Regions from separate parts of the Sus scrofa genome. Here all the other regions are linked to region 1. Evidence: chromatin contacts called from public HiChIP or PLAC-seq data. All regions are on one chromosome and are shown on one strand. Each heading gives the region's core, a stretch centred on a gene start, on an enhancer-like site or on the middle of the called end of the contact. The rest is flanking DNA. Distances are from core to core; before and after follow the strand shown.

What was found. HiChIP or PLAC-seq counts read pairs in DNA pulled down with a chosen protein or histone mark.
Region 2: an H3K27ac HiChIP or PLAC-seq map of alveolar macrophages shows a contact between it and region 1. The contact joins two enhancer-like sites. A contact is called at or near these places in 1 of 5 promoter capture datasets (liver), 8 of 47 Hi-C or Micro-C datasets (embryonic fibroblasts, epiblast stem cells, fetal skeletal muscle and 3 more) and 1 of 2 datasets of contacts at active chromatin or transcription factors (alveolar macrophages).
Region 3: an H3K27ac HiChIP or PLAC-seq map of alveolar macrophages shows a contact between it and region 1. The contact joins two enhancer-like sites. A contact is called at or near these places in 1 of 5 promoter capture datasets (fetal liver) and 1 of 2 datasets of contacts at active chromatin or transcription factors (alveolar macrophages).

The regions. Positions count from the first base shown.
Region 1 is chr2:15,140,633-15,144,614 of Sscrofa11.1, forward strand. CELF1 (CUGBP Elav-like family member 1) reads left to right here. Exons shown (of 16, transcript XM_021083082.1): 10 at 825-900; 11 at 2,392-2,520; 12 at 3,383-3,496. Among named protein-coding and RNA genes, the nearest start is that of RAPSN, 24 kb to the right of the region's middle. Within about 2 kb of position 2,324, at least 5 of the 83 cell types and tissues checked have an H3K27ac peak or open chromatin away from gene starts, as enhancers often do. A contact at or near this core is called in alveolar macrophages, where this site is marked.
Region 2 is chr2:15,005,400-15,009,562 of Sscrofa11.1, forward strand. No RefSeq gene overlaps it. Among named protein-coding and RNA genes, the nearest start is that of C1QTNF4, 12 kb to the right of the region's middle. Within about 2 kb of position 2,807, at least 7 of the 83 cell types and tissues checked have an H3K27ac peak or open chromatin away from gene starts, as enhancers often do. A contact at or near this core is called in alveolar macrophages, where this site is marked.
Region 3 is chr2:14,973,946-14,977,782 of Sscrofa11.1, forward strand. No RefSeq gene overlaps it. Among named protein-coding and RNA genes, the nearest start is that of MTCH2, 7.1 kb to the right of the region's middle. Within about 2 kb of position 1,271, at least 16 of the 83 cell types and tissues checked have an H3K27ac peak or open chromatin away from gene starts, as enhancers often do. A contact at or near this core is called in alveolar macrophages, where this site is marked.

The sequences.
Region 1 (3,982 bases), core at 1,074-3,573:
CAGAGTAAAGTCATGGAGATCCATAAGCTCATGGACAGGTTCTCTTGTTTTGTTATGGAACAACCATTGAAATAGAATGTATGCCGAATGGATATGGATTGATCCACCAATCATTTGATCATCTGCAACAGTGAGATAAATGGGGCTAGGTGAACTTGTATTCCAATCATGGTAAGATTGATTTAGTCACAAATTTATTGTGACCGGTAAAGAATGACTCCAAGAAATACCCTGAAACAGTCAAGTTTAATATTTTAAATATTATAATATTAAATAGTTGTGTGTATATCACAACACGACAGTGGGAGAAAAAAATCATGTGTACATGTATGTGTAACTTGGTCCCCATGCTGTACAGTGGGGGAAAGAAAAAAGAAAGTTGTGTGAAGTAGAAAAATTAGGTCTCCATAAGAAAACCTACAAAATAAGATGTATGGACCTAAGCAAGGAGAATTTGGGAGAATTTAGGAACTAGAAATGCATATGCAGACACTCATCACAGTGGACTGCATGGCTGCTTGAATGGAGCTTAGTTCTCTGCTCTGCCTCTGTCCTCTGCTGTGCTGCATTCTGTTACCAGGGACTCAAGCCTGGCTTAGTACTCAGTGAACATAACTGTCTTCTGGGCCAGAACTTTAGCTTTATTGTGTTGTCCTGTGCAGTCATAAGCCTCATGTTTATATTGTGTTGGCTTGGGTTCTTGTCTTCAATTTTCTTCTCTCTGGGGGCCTCTGCACTCTCGCTTTGCTGTGCTGTAGAGTTATCCCAGATGCAGAACCAGCCCTCACTCTCACTCTTGTTCTGTTTTTTGGTGTAATGTCTAGCTTTATTTGCAGCTCCTTCAGCAGACTGCCTCCTCTGGGAACCTCAACACCCTGAGCAGCCTCCACCCAATGGGAGGTGAGTGTTTCACTGCTACAGAGGAGCAGCAGCAGCCTGGCCAGCAGACCCAGCTAACAGCATTCTCAGAGTTCTGTACCGTTTGTGCAAGAAAAAAAAATTTTTTTCTACTCTTTACATAAACTTGACATAAGACTATCTGAGGATTCAACTACCTTGTGTCTAGAAGGTGGCTTTTTTGGTTGTTGATGCCAGATTGCTCTCAGGTTGTCTGCTGCCCCCCACCCATTTAAGTTTCTGTTAAGGAGGTGGAAGGTGGAGGAGCAGAGCTCTTTGGACCTGCAGCCATTTTGATCAAGAGAAAGTTACAGCAGCCCTGACATTTCCATAATAAAGTGACTTCTTCAGTGACTCTCTGAGGAAGAGACTAAGACAGCTTCTTTGCATATGGCTTACCCTGAAGGTGCTAGAACCCAGTTAGTTTATTGTCTTACACATATTATTTCTTAGGTGAATTACCATTTGTTGGTATTAATATGCATGAAAACCTTAATTGATGAAACACCTGAGTTTATAACAAAAGGAGGCTCCATGGACAAGCCTGAGGCAGGGGCTGTCAGAAAAGTTGAGGGGGTAGGGCGGGGGCCCATTTCAGAGCTTCCTGCCTCTGCCACTTACAGCGGGAGAAGGGTAGCAAGTGTTTGTGAGGAAGGGCCAGCCTGAGGCGAACTGCATTGTGCCCCTTTGAAAAAGTTTGGTGGTGGTTTCGTTCATTTTATCCCAGGAACTCAGAGTTTGCTGTGTTTCTGGCAAATTGTCAGATTATAAATCTGTGTTGTAGCCTTTTCCTTCTCATTAATTTTCCACCCCCACCATCCGCCCTTTCATTATCTAGTAAATGGATGTCAGAGTAGTTCCCATTTCTTGTTCTCCTTATACCTGTGTTGCCTAGATTCTGCTTGGAAGTCTTTTCCTTTTCTCTCTTCTCCTGGTGATTAATCTGCTATTCAAGGGGTGTTTTTTTTTGTTTGTTTGTTTGTTTTTTTCCCCTTTATTCTTTTTCCTATTGCTGTTTTCACATGTATTCCCCTGTTTTTCCTCCGTGGCTTTCTGGATCTCTACTACATTTTCTGCTTGTTCACCTCCACTTGCAGAGAACAAATCCCCTATAAAGTATGAGTGATGGGCTCAGATGTAGACTCGGTCTCTGCCAAAGGGTTGGATATTGTTTTTCTCTTAGATACCTGGCCCCACGGTGGACCGCAGAATCCAGCCCTCTTACCTGATTTCCCAGTTGTCCATCCCTTTATTAATGCTCACTTGGGCTGGCACACTATTGGATTAGGTGTCTCTTATCTGAGGAAATGTTGTCAAGTTTAATAATGAGTTGAGTGATATCTGACTCTTTTTAGAGCCCTGTAGGGTTGCCTGTAAGGCTTATCAGAACAGTTCCTCTTTGGGGCCAGCCTTTTGCCAGAGTGCACTGTCATTGCTGGAGTGGATGTGAGTCATCCCTATCTGCTGGCTGATCTCTTGTTTTGGATGTTTCAGGGTTAAATGCAATGCAGTTACAGAATTTGGCTGCACTAGCTGCAGCAGCTAGTGCAGCTCAGAACACACCAAGTGGTACCAATGCTCTCACTACATCCAGCAGTCCCCTCAGCGTACTCACCAGTTCAGGTAAGCATGTAGGGCCAATGTTCCCTTGTTTGCCTTGGGCAGAATCCCAAGAGAGGGGTATATCATTCTGGACAGTTGCTAACACCCATTTCTAAAGGGGTCAGATCATGAACCATAAAATGTCAGGAGTTCCCGTTGTGGCTCAATGGGTTAGGGACCTAACAGTCTCTGTGAGGATTTGGGTTCGATCCCTGGCCTCACTCACTGTCTTTCGAATCTGGCATTGCCACAAGCTGTGGTGTGGGTGGTGGATGCAGCTTGGATCCAGCATTGCTCTGGCTGTGGTATAGGCCTTAGTCACAGCTCTGGTTCATTCAACCCCTCGCCTGGGAGCTTCGAAGCATGGCCCTAAGAAATAAAATTTTCTTTCAAATGTCATCTTCTGACTTAGAAATTTCATCATTTTAAGTTTGCTGTAATCATCCCTTGCCTCTCTGTCCTACAGGGACAGTTGTCAAAATCAGTAACTGGAGTTCCCGTCGTGGCGCAGTGGTTAACGAACCCGACTAGGAACCATGAGGTTGCGGGTCCCATCCCTGCCCTTGCTCAGTGGGTTAATGATCCGGCGTTGCCGTGAGCTGTGGTGTAGGTTGCAGACTCGGCTCGGATCCTGTGTTGCTGTGGCTCTGGCATAGGCCAGCGGCCACAGTTCTGATTCAACCCCTAGCCTGAGAACCTCCATATGCTGCGGGAGCGGCCCAAGAAATAGCGAAAAGACAAAAAAAAAAAAAAAAAAAAAATCAGTAACTGAACACCTCTTTACAAAGCAAATACTTGAATGTGATATCATGCTTGTATTTTGCTTCCTGTCGATATGAGAAGGCAAGTATTGGTTTGTGTTTAACTCATGGATTTCTGATAGCAGGGTCCTCACCAAGCTCCAGCAGCAGCAGCTCTGTCAACCCCATTGCCTCCCTTGGAGCCCTGCAGACATTAGCTGGAGCAACAGCAGGCCTCAACGTCAGCTCTTTGGCAGGTGAGGGCCAGTCCCTGGATGTCATCAAGCTACTTTTTGTGCAGGTAGCACATTTTAAACAACCCAAGTAGGGGCACTGTTAGAATGATTGGAGTGAAATCGACTCTTAATAAAAAAAATTTTTAAATGAGAAAAAAAAAGAATGATTGGGGTGGCCAAGTGAAGTTATGGGATTTTGAGACAGACCTGAGTTAAATCCTATCTATCTCTGCCCCTTAACTAGCTGTAACTTAAGACTCCCTTCTAAAATCATTTCCTCATCAGTGGAGTAAGAGTAGAATACTTTGAGGGTTATTAAGAAATTAGGTGAGGAGTTCCCATCGTGGCTCAGTGGAAATGAATCTGACTAGTATCCATGAGGATGCAGTGGATTAAAGATCCGGCGTTGCAATGAGCTGTGGTGTAAGTCACAGATGTGACTCAGATCTGGTGGTGTTGTGGCTGTGGCGTGGGCCAGTGGCTACAGCTCCAATTCGACCCCTGGCC
Region 2 (4,163 bases), core at 1,557-4,056, 130 kb before region 1:
AGCTATACGTCCATTAAAGGTACTATACCTGTGGTCCTACATAAAATTCTATAAGCCATTAACATATTCAGAAATCTGAAGTTTATTGAGGGGCTGGCAAATGCAGGTAGGTACTCTTAAGATACACTTGCAAGAAATAATGAACTGTCCCATTATATGTGTAAATAATGTAAGCATAATGCAAATTATCTAGTAAGCTGCACTTGAGAAACTGGGCGAGTGATTTGCCTCGGCAGTACCGAGCTAAGTTGCCAGGAAATATTCCGTCTGGGCAGTGATGGTCATTGAAGCTTGATTGAAGAAAGGAATGTGGGGGGGTGTTCTGGAATTTTGGGGTACTTGTAGAAGTGCCAGAGTAGGTAAGCAACCATAGGATAAAGGAAACTTTAAACAGAGTCCTATTTCCCAGCTTCTTACTGTTACCTAAACATACCCTCGCCTTGCAGTGATCTCCTACTTTAGAAATATCCTCCCTCCCCTCTTCCCATTGAAGTTTTCCTGTACAGTAAAATTCAGTTCTAGTGCCATCTTTTAGTGAAGTCTCATAGTCCTCCCAACCTGATGAGATCTTTGCTTTCAAACTCTTCCTCCCCCAAGGCTGCTAATAATACTGCGCACTAAACTGAAAAGGGAAACTACAAGGGCTTCCCGTATTGGTGCAGCGGAAATGAATCTGACTAGTATCCATGAGGATGCAGGTTTGATCCCTGGCCTCACTTAGTGGGTTGAGGGTCCGGCGTTACTGTGAGTTGCAGACGTGGCTTGGATCCCAAGTTGCTTTGGCCATGGCCTAGGCCAGCAGCTGTAGCTCTGATGTGACCCCTAGCCTGGGAACTTCCATGTGCCTCAAGTGTGGCCCTAAAGCAAAAAGTAAAAGGGGGTGGGGGACTACATCCAGCACCGAGTTCAAGGCCTACACAGTGGCATTACTTCTCTCTGGTGTCTGTGGGAAAAAAATTACTATATTTAGCCCTTTAAAACAGGCCCCCTAAAGAGTTCCATTTGTGGCTCAGCGGTTAATGAACCCGACTAGTATCCATGAGGACACAGTTGATCCCTGGCCTCGCTCAGTGGATTTAGGATCTGAGGTTGCCGTGAGCCGTGGTGCAGGTCACAGAAGTGGCTCAGATCCAGCGTTGCTATGGCTCTGGTGTAGGCTGGCAGCTGCAGCTCCGATTTGACCCTTAGCCTGGGACTCTCCATATGCCTCGGGTGCAGCCCTAAAGAGACCAAAAAAACAGGCCCCTGGGAGTTGTGGTGCAGTGGTTAACGAATCCGACTAGGAACCATGAGGTTGCAGGTTTGATCCCTGCCTTGCTCAGTGGGTTAACGATCCGGCGTTGCCGTGAGCTGTGGTGTAGGTTGCAGACGTGGCTCGGATCCTGCGTTGCTGCGACTCTGGCGTAGGCTGGTGGCTGCAGCTCCGATTAGACCCCTAGCCTGGGAACCTCCATATGCCGCAGGAGCAGCCCAAGAAATGGCAAAAAGACAAAAAAAAAAAAAAAACAGACCCCTAAAACATTAGCCTCATGGGCTGTATAGAAAAACTGTAGCTGGGGAAGTAGCAGTACATAAAGTTGGTCAGTTTAAGGTGTTATGGCAGGTGAGGAAGCCAGAAGAGAGAATAATGGTGAGTAATGACTACCAGGCCTGAGGTGTAAGTGCTAATTCTCACAGTCTTTGGTAGAGTGAGTAGTCCTACTTGAAAAATAAAATGAGACTCAGAGTAAGTAACTCATTCAAAATTACAGAGCTAGTGAGTTTCAGAGCAGGATTCAAACCTGACTTGAATTCCAAGACATGTTTACTGCTTCATAGAAGCAATGAAATGCTGAGAAAGAAGTAGCCAGTGAACCAAATGATAAGTGATTGGTCTATCTCAGGAGCAATGCTGTGTGTTCTAATCAAATCAGTAAACTAAAGAACTAACCTCCCTCACAATAGAGTAGAATCGTCTTAAATCAGGAAAGACATAGTTTTTGCCTCTTCAGAATGAAAAATAAGTAAAGCAACTGAAAAGAAATGATCACTCTTACTTTTCTGGACTATTATGGTTTATGCAGATGTGGAAAGCAAAGGATTTATTCCCAGGAGTGCCATCAGTCCAATGCATTGGAACCTGTGCTACATTTGAAGGATAACATTTGACAGTGATGTACATGTCAGCTTCTCTGTGGATTCTTCTAGAAAAGCCTTGCATGTTGAACAGGTTCATTCAGGCTGCCTCCCTAAGTGCCAGAATACTCTATCTTTGGGATTTTGGTTGGGAGGGGTTTTTTTGGTTTTGGCTCTACCTGTGGCATATGGAAGTTCCCAGGGGCAGGGATGGAACCTGTGCCACAGCAGCAACCCACACTGCTACAAGGCCAGATCCTTAATCTCTTGTGCCACAAGGGAAGTCCTTTTGGTTTATTTTTTAAATATAAAGATGTGTATTTTATCTCCTCTGGAGAGACTTTTTTTTTTTTTTTTTTTTTTTAAGGCTTCTTTAAGGATGTCACATGTAAACTCTCATTTAACTTTTTCCACCTCTATTAATCCTTCATCTTAAGTCTTCAGACTTGAGAGAGTCAGGATCTTGGCCTCTGATTTTTGTCTTAGAAGGAAAAAGTTGCAAATGGAAGGGGGTTTTTTGCCATCAATCAAAAAACAACTTTTCTGGAGAACATCTTAGATGGTAACAAATTGATTTCTAAAGCAACTGAAAGTGTTTCCCTTACAGCCAGCTTTGTCCATATGACTCAGCCTCTTCGTCTGTGTGCTGCTTCCCCAAGCTTTGGTGGGGAGGCGGGTCTAACGCTGCCATGATTCCATGGCCCTGAGACAAAATGTTGAAATACCCATTTGTCATGCTCTCCTAAAAGGGTTCCTCTGCAGTCCAGGCCCCAAATCTCCTGTCTGGGACCAATCGGGCAGATTTTGTATTAAAACCACAGTTATTCTGAAATTCCCTTGTGGCGCATTAGGTTAAGGATCCACCATTGTCACTGCTGCAGCTCAGGTCGCTGCTGAGGTGCAGGTTCAATCCCTGGCCTCAGGATTTCCCATCGTGGCACAGTGGAAATGAATCTGATTAGGAACTGTGAGGTTGCGGGTTCAATCCCTGGCCTTGCTTAGTGGGTTAAGGATCTGGTGTTGCTGTGAGCTGTGTGGCATAGGTCATAGATGTGGCTCAGATCTGATGTGGCTGTGGCTGTGGCATAGGCCGGCAGCTGTAGCTCCGACTGGACCCCTAGCCTGGGAACCTCCATATGCCTCAGGTGTGGCCCTAAAAAGAAAAAGAAAGAAAAAAATCCAAGGCCCAGGAGCTTTTTAGGCCCTCTCAAACACAAACAAACCAAAACAGAAAAGCACCACAATTGTTCTGGAATCAACTTACTGCCACCCAGAAAAAGAGTGTTTTCAGATACATAGTTATTAGTTCCAAACACCAAAATATGGCTGGAGAACAGTGCTTTGGAGAGTGTCAAGGAAAAGCGGGGAGGGAACAAAGCTGTGACCTGGAGGAGCTATTCAAGACACACCAACTTGCTGAGAGGGAGAGCAGATAATGAAAGAAACCCTGCCCACCCCCACCCCCTCAAAGTCTCCAGGATGACACCGTGGCTGAGAGAACCTTCTCTAGCACCGATTTTGGCCTCACTAAGGCAGCCAGGAGAATGGACTGTTCCCTGGTATGTGCCACATTTCCATGGAAAATCTATTAGGTTTTGCAGTTTATTTCCAAATGGAGTCGCATGAAGAGCCAGAGGGGAGATAAGGACAAGAAGCAGAAGTGTGCCTACTGGTTTTCCATCCCGTCTGGGCCTCCTGGCATCACCAAGATTGTTGAGAATGTCCTTTGGCTGGAAACAGAAAAGGAGAGTGAAAACAGAACAGAGCCGCAGCTTGCTTGGGACTGCTCACCTCACCCTGGAACTCAGCATCTCAGGCCCTTCCTCCCCTGAGGGGCCCACATTTAGAGTCTGTAAGTACAGCCCTCAGTTACTAAGTGTGCAGAGCCCTGTGCTCCAGGCGGTGAGGGTGCAAGAACTCTCTCCCTGGCCCCTGTGGCATTCCTGTGCTCTGGGGAAGGAGATGCGGTCTGATGAGAAGGTAAAAGCTAGGAATTTGGAGAGGAGTAAATTGAGAAGCATGTAAAACAGCAAAAAGCCTGGTGCATG
Region 3 (3,837 bases), core at 21-2,520, 170 kb before region 1:
CTTGCATTTTAAAAATGACGCATGAGAGTTCCTGTCGTGGCTCAGTGGTTAACGAATCTGACTATGAACCATGAGGTTTCAGATTTGATCCCTGGCCTTGCTCAGTGGGTTAAGGATCTGGCGTTGCCACGAACTGTGGTGTAGATCGCAGATGTGGCTCGGATCTGGTGTTGCTGTGGCTGTGGCATAGGCTGGTGGCTACAGCTCCGCCTGGACCCCTAGCCTGGGAACCTCCATAGGCCGAGGGTGTGGCCCTAAAAGGACAAAAAAAAAAAAAAAAAAGAATGCACTCAAGGTTAAGAATCCGACTACAGGGGAATTCCCATCGTGGCGCAGAGGCAATGAATCTGACTAGGCACCATGAGGAGGCGGGTTCAATCCCTGTCCTCACTCCGGCGTTAAGGATCCGGCGTTGCCATGAGCTGTGGTGTAGGTCACAGACTTGGCTTGGATCCTGTGCTGATGTGGCTGTGGCATAGGCTGGCAGCTGTAGCTCCGATTGGACCCCTAGCCTGGGAACCTCCATATGCCGCAAATGTGGCCCTAAAAAAAAAAAAAAAAGAATCTGACTACAGTTTTTCTGGTCACTGATGTGGCTCCTGTTAGATTCCCCAGCCTAACCCAGTGTAGTGGGTTAAAGGCTCTGCCGTTGCCGCAGCTGCAGCTCAGATTCAGGAGGCCTGCCCCTGTGCTTAAAGCCCAGGTGGAGAACAGACTAGTGAACCAAAACAAACCCGTCAGTAAGACATGCTGCTGTAGCTGTAGATCTTTGTCCTGAGTTAAAGAAAGCTACCAGCCAAAAATTAAAATACCTGGGTTTGAATCCCACCCAGGCTCAGGGGTGAGGGGTGCAGTTGCTTAACAGCTCTGGACCTTTGTTCCCTGACCTTAAAAGTAAAGTGACTGCCACTGAAATGATCTCTAAGGTCCCTTCATTTTCACCACATCACATTTGTTTGAACACATCTTCCAGCTGTTGATCACAGATTGCAATAATGTGCCTTAAACAACTTCCCTGTTTGGCCCAGGCCAGCTGAGTCTTCTCTCAGCCTCTGGTCCTTGGGGAAACAGAGACACTTTGTTTGCTCTAAGTACAGACCCCCACCCCCATCTTGCTCCCTCCAAACTTGGCAAGTTATCGCTCCCTGTAGCTCCCGGAATTGGTTGGATTCAGTGACCAAAAATCACTTTAGTAAACCCCTTCTCAGCTGAGCTCAAACTCCAGCGACTCCTCTCTCTCCCTCCCTCGGCTTCACTTCCTCCCCCATTCAGCCCAGACTCCAGGGTGCATTACATCAACCTCTTTCTTGCCAGCATCCCCCACCCCACCCCCCGACTCCTCACCCTCTGTCCTTCTGCCACATCCACCTGGTAGTTCCCCAACTTTGGATCCTTCCAGCCAACCCAACCATCTGTCTTCTCTATGCTACACCCAGGCTGCTGAGATGGCTGCAGGAAAACATGTCATTGAGTGAATCAGACCAGTGCCCACGTGTCTCCTCTAGCCTTGGAAATCTATCTTCTGCTTCTGAAACTGAATTTCTCTCACCCTTCCTCCATGGCTATTTACACCTCCCTTTCCTCAAATCCCCTACTCACTCCCTGCTACTCTCTTCCAGCAAGCAGTCTCACTAGGAAGCAGTGGTTAAGAAGCTAGGCTCTGGGGTCAGGGAGGACAAAAAAAAAAGAAAAAAAGAAGAAGAAGCTAGGCTCTGGGAGTTCACTTTGGGGCTCAGTGGTAAAGAACCCAAGTAGTATCCATGAGGATGAGGGTTCAAGCCCTGGCATTGCTCAGTGGGTTAAGGATCTGGTGTTGCTGTGAGCTGTGGTGTAGGTCACAGACGTGGCTTGAATCCTGTGTTGCTGTGGTTGTGGTGTAGGCTGGCAGCGTAGCTCCAATTCTACCACTAGCCTGGGAACTTCCATGTGCCACATGTGTGTCCCTAACAAGCAAAATAAATAAATAAATAAATAAATAAATAAATAAATAAATAAATAAAAGCAGCTAGGCTCTGGTCACGTAGGGGTAGGGAGAAAACTGCAAACAAGAATTCCCTTTGTGGCTCATCGGTTAATGAAATCAACTAAGGATCCAGCATTGCTACAAGCTTCAGTGTAGTTTGTAGATGCTGTTCAGATCCATTGTTGCCATGGCTGTGGCACAACTGCAGCTCTGATTTGAGCCCTAGCCTGGGTCTATATGTGGCCATAAAAAATTAAAGTATGACACAAACTTATTTATGAAACAGAAACAGACTTACAAACATAGAAAACAAACTTATGGTTACCCAAGGGGAAAGGGGTTGGGGAGGGATGAAATAGGAGTTTGATATTAGTAGATACAAACTGCTATACATAAAATAGATAACCGATAAAGACTTACTATATAGCCCAGGGCACTATGTCCTTGTAATAAACCATAATGGAAAAGAATATGTATAGATATGTATAACTGAATCACTTTGCTATGCACAGAACCACCAACATTGTAAACCAACTATACTTGAACTAAATAAAATGTTAAAGTATCACAATATAGGAGTTCCCATCGTGGCTCTGCAGACATGAATCGGACTAGCACCCATGAGGATGCAGGTTCGATCCCTGGCCTCACTCGGTGGGTTAAGAATCCAGCGTTGGAGTTCCCGTCGTGGCGCAGTGGTTAACGAATCCGACTAGGAACCATGAGGTTGCGGGTTCGGTCCCTGCCCTTGCTCAGTGGGTTAACGATCCGGCGTTGCCGTGAGCTGTGGTGTAGGTTGCAGACGCGGCTCGGATCCCACGTTGCTGTGGCTCTGGCGTAGGCCGGTGGCTACAGCAGTTCCGATTGGACCCCTAGCCTGGGAACCTCCATATGCCGGGGAGCGGCCCAAGAAATAGCAACAACAACAACAACAACAACAGACCAAAAAGACAAAAAAAAAAAAAAAAAGAATCCAGTGTTGCTGTGAGCTGTGGTGTAGGTCACAGATACAGCTCGAATCTAGCATTGCTATGGCTGAGATGTAGGCTGTCAGCTGCAGCTCCCATTAGACCTCTACCCTGAGAATGTCTGTATGCCACAGGTGGGGCCCTAAAAAAAAAAAAAAAAAAAAAAAAATTCACAATGTGATACGGCCTCTTGTCTTCTGAGGCACCACTTATCTTAACTCTCTGAATATGCCCTGGGCGTTCCACCCACCCTTGGCACCTGTCCTGGGTCAGGCTCCCCTGTATCCCAGACCACTAGATCCACTGTCTCCCTCCATGTCCACCTCATTTCCCTCTGCACCTCAGAGGCAGTGTGTCCAAAATGGAAATGCTCTGTTACCTTTTCCTGAAACCAGAGCCTCCCATTGCTGTTTCCCCCAGGAAACAGTCCCACCATCATTGCCATGCTTGTAACCCTGTTTCTCCACATTCAGTCAGGTACTAGCGACTTTACTTGCTAAGTAAATCCATAAACTTCACCCCTTAGTTCAGGGCATCATCGTTCTCCTAAATTAAATCTGGTCTCCCAGCTGACTGTTCTTTGGCAGAGCAGCCAAAATGAGCCCATTCAAGTCCAATCTGATTATGTTGGTCCCCATACAGGGGTCCGTCTCTGATATGGCCCTGTTGTGCCCTCAGTCTCCAACTCTGCTTCCCTGAGAATCTGGCCACTCTGCAAAACTGCCGTTGATGCCATTTCCCCCTGGAAAACTCACCAGTCCTTCCTTTGGCTCCTAGAGACTTTGACCTCTGTGCACCAAATTGTGTAGTCATCTGCCTTTCCTAACTAGACTGATATCAACCACAGTCTACACAAGGAAACAAAATTCAAATGAAACAGTTATTGCTTCATACAAACAAGAAGGC